2 separate regions of the Drosophila melanogaster genome follow, and region 2 is linked to region 1. A link is a contact called in public HiChIP or PLAC-seq data. All regions are on one chromosome and are shown on one strand. The core of a region is the stretch at or near the end of the contact, and the rest is flanking DNA. Distances in the headings are between cores, read along the strand shown. Region 1 holds the start of Pex11c (Peroxin 11c). Region 2 holds the start of lncRNA:CR46090 (long non-coding RNA:CR46090).

Evidence for each region. HiChIP or PLAC-seq counts read pairs in DNA pulled down with a chosen protein or histone mark.
Region 2: an H3K27ac HiChIP or PLAC-seq map of the Kc167 cell line shows a contact between it and region 1, with 10 times the contacts expected there. The contact joins the promoter of lncRNA:CR46090 here to the promoter of Pex11c in region 1. A contact is called at or near these places in 1 of 1 datasets of contacts at CTCF or cohesin (the Kc167 cell line), 6 of 107 Hi-C or Micro-C datasets (the Kc167 cell line and the S2 cell line) and 3 of 6 datasets of contacts at active chromatin or transcription factors (all in the Kc167 cell line).

The regions. Positions count from the first base shown.
Region 1 is chr3R:23,256,626-23,260,368 of dm6, reverse strand. It overlaps Pex11c (Peroxin 11c), which reads right to left and starts at 2,004. Exons shown (of 4, transcript NM_142880.3): 1 at 1,823-2,004; 2 at 328-692; 3 at 208-267; 4 at 1-148. The coding sequence starts at 1,891. wda (will decrease acetylation) reads left to right here and starts at 2,282. Exons shown (of 5, transcript NM_142879.3): 1 at 2,282-2,528; 2 at 2,589-3,743. The coding sequence starts at 2,370.
Region 2 is chr3R:23,331,824-23,335,566 of dm6, reverse strand. lncRNA:CR46090 (long non-coding RNA:CR46090) reads left to right here and starts at 1,764. Exons shown (of 1, transcript NR_133438.1): 1 at 1,764-2,063. All of the region lies in intron 3 of pnt (pointed), which reads left to right.

The sequences.
Region 1 (3,743 bases), core at 755-3,254:
GCCAATAGCACCCACCTGCAGGGTGGACAGCTTGCCGCCCCACAAATATCCTTTCGGCAGCGTGCTGACGGCGTGCACAAAGTCGAGTGAGATCCGAACGATGGACACCATCTCCAGGCGGTGCTTGGTCAACGTTTTCACATCCAATCTATGGATTTGGAAGGTTTGTTAGCTTTTATTGGATGTTTTCGGCTGACGACCACTTACTCGTTTATATTATTCGTTCGGTTCAGCTTTTCCTGATTCAGTGAAAAATTCCGCATTGTCCTAGAAGATGCAATTTAATTTGAAAATTCAAAGCTGACGATTCGAATAATTCTTCTGTACCTCATGAGGTTCAGGTACACCGAAAGCACCCAGAATATGGAGTTGACATTGTCCCAGTTATCCGCATTCTTGACATCCACAATCTTGTGCTCGGCCAGCCAGCACACCTTCTCGATGGGATAGTAGAGCAAATCCACAATGTTGGCCGTCACTCCCAGCACTTGCATGACGCGATCGGGCTCATTCTCGCCCAAGCCATACTCCAAAGCATATTGGATCATGGGTATGTCGTCGATGAGACGCAGTGTGGCTCTCGCACCTGAGATCCTTGAGCTGGCGGTGGCGTATCGCTTGGCTAGTTCCGGATTCCGCTTGGCATGGTAGCCAGCCACCAGTTTGGCACTGTAGCACAATGCCTTCATCACCTGAAATAGGTATTTAATTTCATATATGTAATAATTGTTCTGCGCAATTCGTTAAGCCGTGTGTTTGCTCTATCACGAGAGTTGGCATCGCTGTTTACCTTTGCCTCTACCTGACCCCAATCGCCAGTCAGCCCTGCAATTTGTGGAATTGCTTGGTTGTCACAAACAGATAAAATACTATCAGCGATAAAAAGAATACAACGAATGCCACAATCATCTCGTGTGATGGCCGCCAGTGGAGTGCTCCTGGTCGTCCGTCCTGGCCGGAATGAGTTGTGGGTGGTTTCATTGTTTACCCATTAATGGTTCAGTTTGCTTGCTTTGCCATCAATGAATTAGTTATGCAATTCGGAGGAATACTAATGTCGCTATACGACTAATTTATGTAAATATCCTATAGTATTTCCAAAGTTCGTGACCACCCCATTCGCTGTTTACAGCCACATAATATATTATATTATATTTTCAAATGGTTATCAAGTATAACAAATTATTTGTTCTAATTAATAAATCTAAAATACTTTGAACAATATTTTATCGTATTCAAGGTTCGATTTTTCTATTAAAATAGAGATACACTATACAAGATTCCCTCTTTGTCTGCACTGTATACACCCCTTGTAGGGGTATATAAACTCGCGATGGTGGAAATGTGTGGATCGCGTGTCTCCTGATGGGCGGCAGTCCAAACAAACCTTTCGTTCATAACGAATTATCCGCTTTATCTGGTAGCGGCTTAAAGGTTTGCCGGCTATAGTATTGAGCATTATCTTGACTCGATCGCCGCCGAACTGCGACTGATAAGCGAAAAGCGAAATACAAAATCCATTGCGAATCAGAAAGAAGTAAGGCAAGGTCCAAACTGCTGTGGCTTCCTTGTTCGAGACCCAAAGACCAATGCCAACATCGATGCAGCAACAACATGGAAACCTGTTGGTTCAGTTTCGATTTCAAGCGAGCCCCTCAATGGACCAGTCCAAAAAGGAAATAGAAACCAGTCAAAATGCCACGATGCATTTTTTTAAATTTGCGCATACGAATTGGGAAAAACACTCGGTTCAAACGTAAACAAACAGGTGTGTTTTCAATTAATTGGAAATTTACTCGGCTGTGCGGCTCTTCTATGTTACCTTATCTCGCCCGCCATAGGAATCGATAATATCACAGAACTCGTTCACAAACTTTGTCGTGGTGCCCATAATGGCTCGTTTTTTGAAGACCAGGTACTGTTTTATATCACGTAAAAACTCGAACTGAGATACCGCAGCGAAAATACAAGAAATTGTCAAGAGCGCTCGGGAATCCAACAACACAAACAGCTGACTTTCTTCAGTGGTGACAATAGCCAAATAAACTAGCTAAGAATAGAGAATATAATAGAGCTAAAAATAAAAAGCTAGTTAATATAAATAAAATATAATATAAATATAAGTTAAAAATGTAAAAATAAATTTAAAATTAAAATATTTCAATATCAATATTGTTATAAAAGAGAAGCCAAATAGCCATCACTGACGAAAACAATTTTGAAAGAACAGCTGTTGCAGCCGCTTAAAATCGATGAATGCACATCGATAGGACAACCCATCTCCGCTGTCAGCACTATAATCGAACGCATATCGGACGCACTGCAGGACGGGATCAGGATACGGAACAAAGCGAGGCTAACACGCAACGATGAGCCTGCCCAGCGCCAGCAACCACGCACATGCTGCATCGCCCGTCTACAGCAACAGCAATAACAACAAGTCGAGCGCGAGCAGCAAAAAGACCTCCTCCAAAAACGATTTGCTACGCTGCGCCGTGGGACTCCTGCTGAAGCAGAAAAACTACGTGGTAAGTGAATAATCTTCAAATATACAATTCCTCAGAGTGTTCAAATATTCAAACCCGTAGAGCAACGAACGATTTCGGCGGTCGGATTTTTTGCTGCTGCAAAACAAACAGCAGTTTGCTGTCAACAAAATGCTGGATACGGATTTGCACGGTGGCAATAGCTTCACCTTTTCAAATGTCCAGGTTATCACCAACAACCAGCACACTGTGGACCAGCAATTTGGTCGGTTTTCGCAGTTCGTGGAGGCCCAGGCCGAACCGCTGCGTCTGGAAATGAAGCGCTTTTATGGACCCATGCTGTGCCACTTCTATCTGGATCTGCTCAAGGCTCGCGAACCGCGTGGCGCTGTGGAGTTGTTGCGCAAATATGCTCACTTGGTGGCCCCCGTGGATATGTACGATGCACCACCACCTACCAAGATCAACGGATGCTCCACTACGGCCAATGAGTCCACTTTTAACATACGCTTCGCAAAGGAAGCCCAGGACACTGGGGACACGGAACTGGACTACTTTATGCGCCTGGTGCAAACCCTGAGTGGCTACACACGGCTGGAGGCAGCAGAGTCCGATGACACAGTGGCCCATTTTCGATCTTCGAAATACGAACTACATACTACAGCCGTAGTTGTTAATAGGATATGCGCTTATCTCCAACGACGGGGCCACGTTTTAATTATGAACCTACTCTACACCTGGTTGCATGTCCATATAGTGGAGAATGAGCAGCGCGCCTTTAGTGAGGATCACCTGCTTGGCTTGACGGATGACCTGGAAGGTGAGGATGGAGAGGACGATGTTGTTTCCAAACCAGCAGTAACCCTTAATACCCGCGGAGACATAAGACCAAGCAAATCCCTCACTGAAAAGTCGAACCGAAAACGACCCGCTGAGGAGCCAAACATTATGCTAGAAACAGACATCAAACAGGAGGTAGAAACGGATGAATCTGCAGAGCTTAGTAAATTACAACTGAATATAGACGCCTGCTTGGACACCCTTAAATCGGCCACTGAACAGATACTCAAGTCTCAGGTGGAGTTGCCGCGATTTCTCAGAATCAGTGAACGTTCTCGGGGCCTCACCTCCGCCCATCTGGATCCCAGTGAGTGCCACATGTTAGCCGGGTTCGACAATTCTGCCGTACAGCTGTGGCAGTTAAACCAGAGCTACTGCCGCGGCAAGAGCTTCTACAGACGCTATCCGCAAAAGCGG
Region 2 (3,743 bases), core at 515-3,014, 75 kb before region 1:
GCCTATATATAGTGGCACATACAGCCCTACATCTCGGTACATGTATTTAGACATATTTACAATTCATACACACATACAAATGTACATATGTATGTGGGACCCAGGCGAATCCCTTAGCGAAAACAACTGGCAGCCTGAACTTTTCGCTCGTCGCTAGAAGATCGCGGCCATAAAATGGCAACAGAAACAAAAAATAAATATAAAATCACAAAAACTAAAACAGAAACAGAAAGGCGAAAAAAACGGGGGGGAAAAAACATGCAAAAACGGCGACAACTGCGCAGATGCTGAATGGAAAATGGGGATGGCACATAAAAAAGGGGAACATCGCGGGCCAGAAGAAGCAGAAAAGATCGGGAGCCAGGCACGTAAATTTAGTTTACATTATGCGCACGAAAGATACACTTGGCATAAGGGTCGCCCTGAAATCTAAATGTACTTAAAATGCATAAAACCTTGGGAAATCGTTTATTAAAAATATAATAACGTAATCATATTGTACGTTTAAAACCATTTCGGACTCCTGCAATTGGAATGACTAAAACAGTGCAAAAACAATTTTTTCTTAGCAGAAATAAAAAAAATCCTTTTTTTGCAAGTGTATGCAAAAGGCTGCCCTTATTTTAATTATACGCGCACACAGATACAAAAGTACACTCACGCACGCACACTCACACGCCGTAATCATCTCTCATTAATCATAAACTTTGAAAATAACAAGAAACAAAACGAAACGAAATGAACCAAACGAAACAATAAATAAAGCAAATTATATTTTCGCTTATTAAATATGTGCGCTATGATTTGTATAAAAAGTAGAAAAAATATACAAATTCTCTTCACAAGGAGAGTGGGAGAGTGAGAGATCGGGAGAGCCTAACGTTGACGCTGGCAGCGACGTTGACTGCGCGAGCCCCACAACTTTCATTCATTTTGCTGCTCATTTCATTCATCCCCGCGCTGTCGACGTCGCTGCCGGCGCCGCTGCTCCCCAGCGCTCTCCCGCTCTCAAATTGGGGCTCCCGCTCTCCAAGAAACACGTTCGTTTTCATTCATACTCGCCAGGCAGCAAAAAACAACAAAACTAGTTGGTTCTCGAATAATAAAACGAAGAAAAAAAAACAAAACGCAAAGACAACCAAAAAAGAATTAAAATGCAGTTGATGAATGGGGGAATGGAAATGGAATTGGGAATGGGAGTGGGGATAAGAGCCAGCGACGAGTGGATCTTGTTGCCGCTGTCTCCCCTTCTTCCACGGCCATTTGTTGTTGTTGTGGTTGCTTCCTCTGTCATTGGGGCTTGATGTTTGTTTCCTTCCTTTTTTGCGTGTGCCTGCATTGCCCCGTCGCCCCCTCCCCTCCTCCACTCCACCAGTGCTCCTCTTCCTTCTTCCTCTTCTTCTAGGCTTGTTCCTGCAAACCGGCTCTTACTCTTCTTCTTGTTCTCCGGCTTTGTCTTTGGGGCTCCTCTTTTATCGCTGCTCCAGCTTCTCATCTTCTTCTTCTTCTGTCGCTGCCCGTGGGCGCGTCGACTTTGGCTCGAAATCCAACTGCAGTCGTCGTTGCCTTTTTATACCCTGCAGTGTAGTGTAGGGTATTATGGTTTAGTTGGGATTTTGCAACCAAGTCGCTGAAATTCTAAAAAATCTTGAAAACTAACCTTAACTATACTTTTAAGAATGTTTAAACCAAATTCGTATTGAACAAAAGCCTTTGTTTTTCGAAAAATCTAATTGCCAATCTACTATTTTGTTAAATGTTTTAATACCAGCAAGGGTATCTTAACTTCAACTACAAAATGTTCTTCGCCATCCCAGTTTTGTTTTCATTGTTTTTGTGTATTTGCTTTGATTTTTAGCTGTTTGCTCTTGGACCAACTACTTATTTATTCATAATTTGAACTCCCCCCCTTCCCACCATTCCAGGCACCACCCCCTTCCAGACCCCACTCCAACACTCCACTCCACTCCCCTCCTCTTCGCCAACACTCCACGCACAATTTGTGGGCAGCTGCTGCATGTGGAAAAATGGAAAACTGGAAAACGAGTTGCCAACACACACTTGCTCGTGTTTCTGATTTTAAGTTTTTGTTTTAATTTCAGTTTTTTGTTACCTTTCAAATTTCTTGTTCACAGATCTTTTTTCCCGTCTTCTGTGGTTGTCGTTGGTGTTTTTTTTTTGGGGTTTTGGTTTTTTGTTTTTTTAGTTCGTGGAACTGCTGCGTTAACAACTTATGTTGTTGGTGTTGCGGTTGTGCTGCTTCTACAATTTTTCATTCATTCATATTCAGAGGTACATACATACATATATGTACATGTGTGTGTGTGAGTGTGTGTGGATTTGTGCGTTTGTAGTGGGCTATATCGCCTGCTTTATATTTCATATGCACGCCACTTTGTACTCACTTACTATTTGTGATTTTCGTTTTGTTTGCTTATTTTACTTGCCTTTTTATTAATACTTTTTTTTTTTATTTTCCTCTGTCTTGCCTTTTGTCGGGTTTTCGCCTGATTCTGCTTTATTCATTCATAAATTTTGATAGCCCGACGTTGATTTTTGTTGTTGTTTCGCCTGGAATTAATCGCGCGAGAACTTTTTTGATTCATTTGAATTGAGGCCTTTATGACGGTATAATTCGGTGCATTATGGCATTCGTTTTAGCACCAATGATATTTCCATATTTTTTTTTCAATTTTATGCAGCTAATGCTTGGGTAATTAGTATTCGAACTTATTGCTGATTTATGAATGCAAAATTATGAATAAAGTTAGGCTGAGTGTTAAAATTATGCCATTTATTAGTATGGTAATACGAAAAAATTACAATTTTACAATTCAAGTTGTAAATTAAGTCTAGTACATGTACATGTGCCTAATTTCTCTCTGTGTATATATTCAAATATGTAAATAGCTTACAAAAGACATAGAGACTTTATCTAATCACGTTCCCTCAACGTTTCTATTTCCATACCCATTCATTCACGGCGAAAACAATGTTATCAAAACAAAAGCGCGTTCCTCTCTTTCTATTTACACACATATGTATGTACATAAATGTACCCATTTTTTTCTGGCTGTGTAGAACGGATGTGTCTAAATTGAGTGCATCCCATGGACAAATTAGCAGCATTTATTGTAATAGTTGTAGTTGTTGCTTCTTGGGATTTTCCGAGCCGCTATAAAGCCCAGTCCATGGCTAATCAGCACGCTCCGAAATGTTGTAATGCCGCAGAGAAAGGGCGAGCATAAAAAAAGAAGCAGCAGCAGAAGAGTTAATATAGCCATAAACAACTGACCCAGCACAATAATCAGGGTGACAAAACTTATCAGGCAACCCTCTCACGCGTGCGACCTTCAGCAATTTGAACTTTACCAAACGCAAAACTCACTTTCCAATGCTCCAAACAACTTGGAGCTCAAGAAATAACCAATGAGTTGGACGAAGAACAAATATTTGTGGCTGGCTGATAAGAAGTGCTCGTTATCGGTGAAGGTGGGTGTTTTTGGGCGGCAAAGGGCAAAAAGGGGAGGGTGGTGTAGCAGACACTCTAATATTATAATGCACTTAGCCTACACCTTGAAGTATCGGAAACTAAAAAGACACAAGAAGCACTTCTCAATTGTTGGTTACCAAGGTAACAAGATGATAGGGGAATGTAAACTTACACAAATTGGTTGCATTAAATTAACTATTAGGTAAGGGTATTTGCCAGACTGATATATTAAATTGAACATTTCATTAGA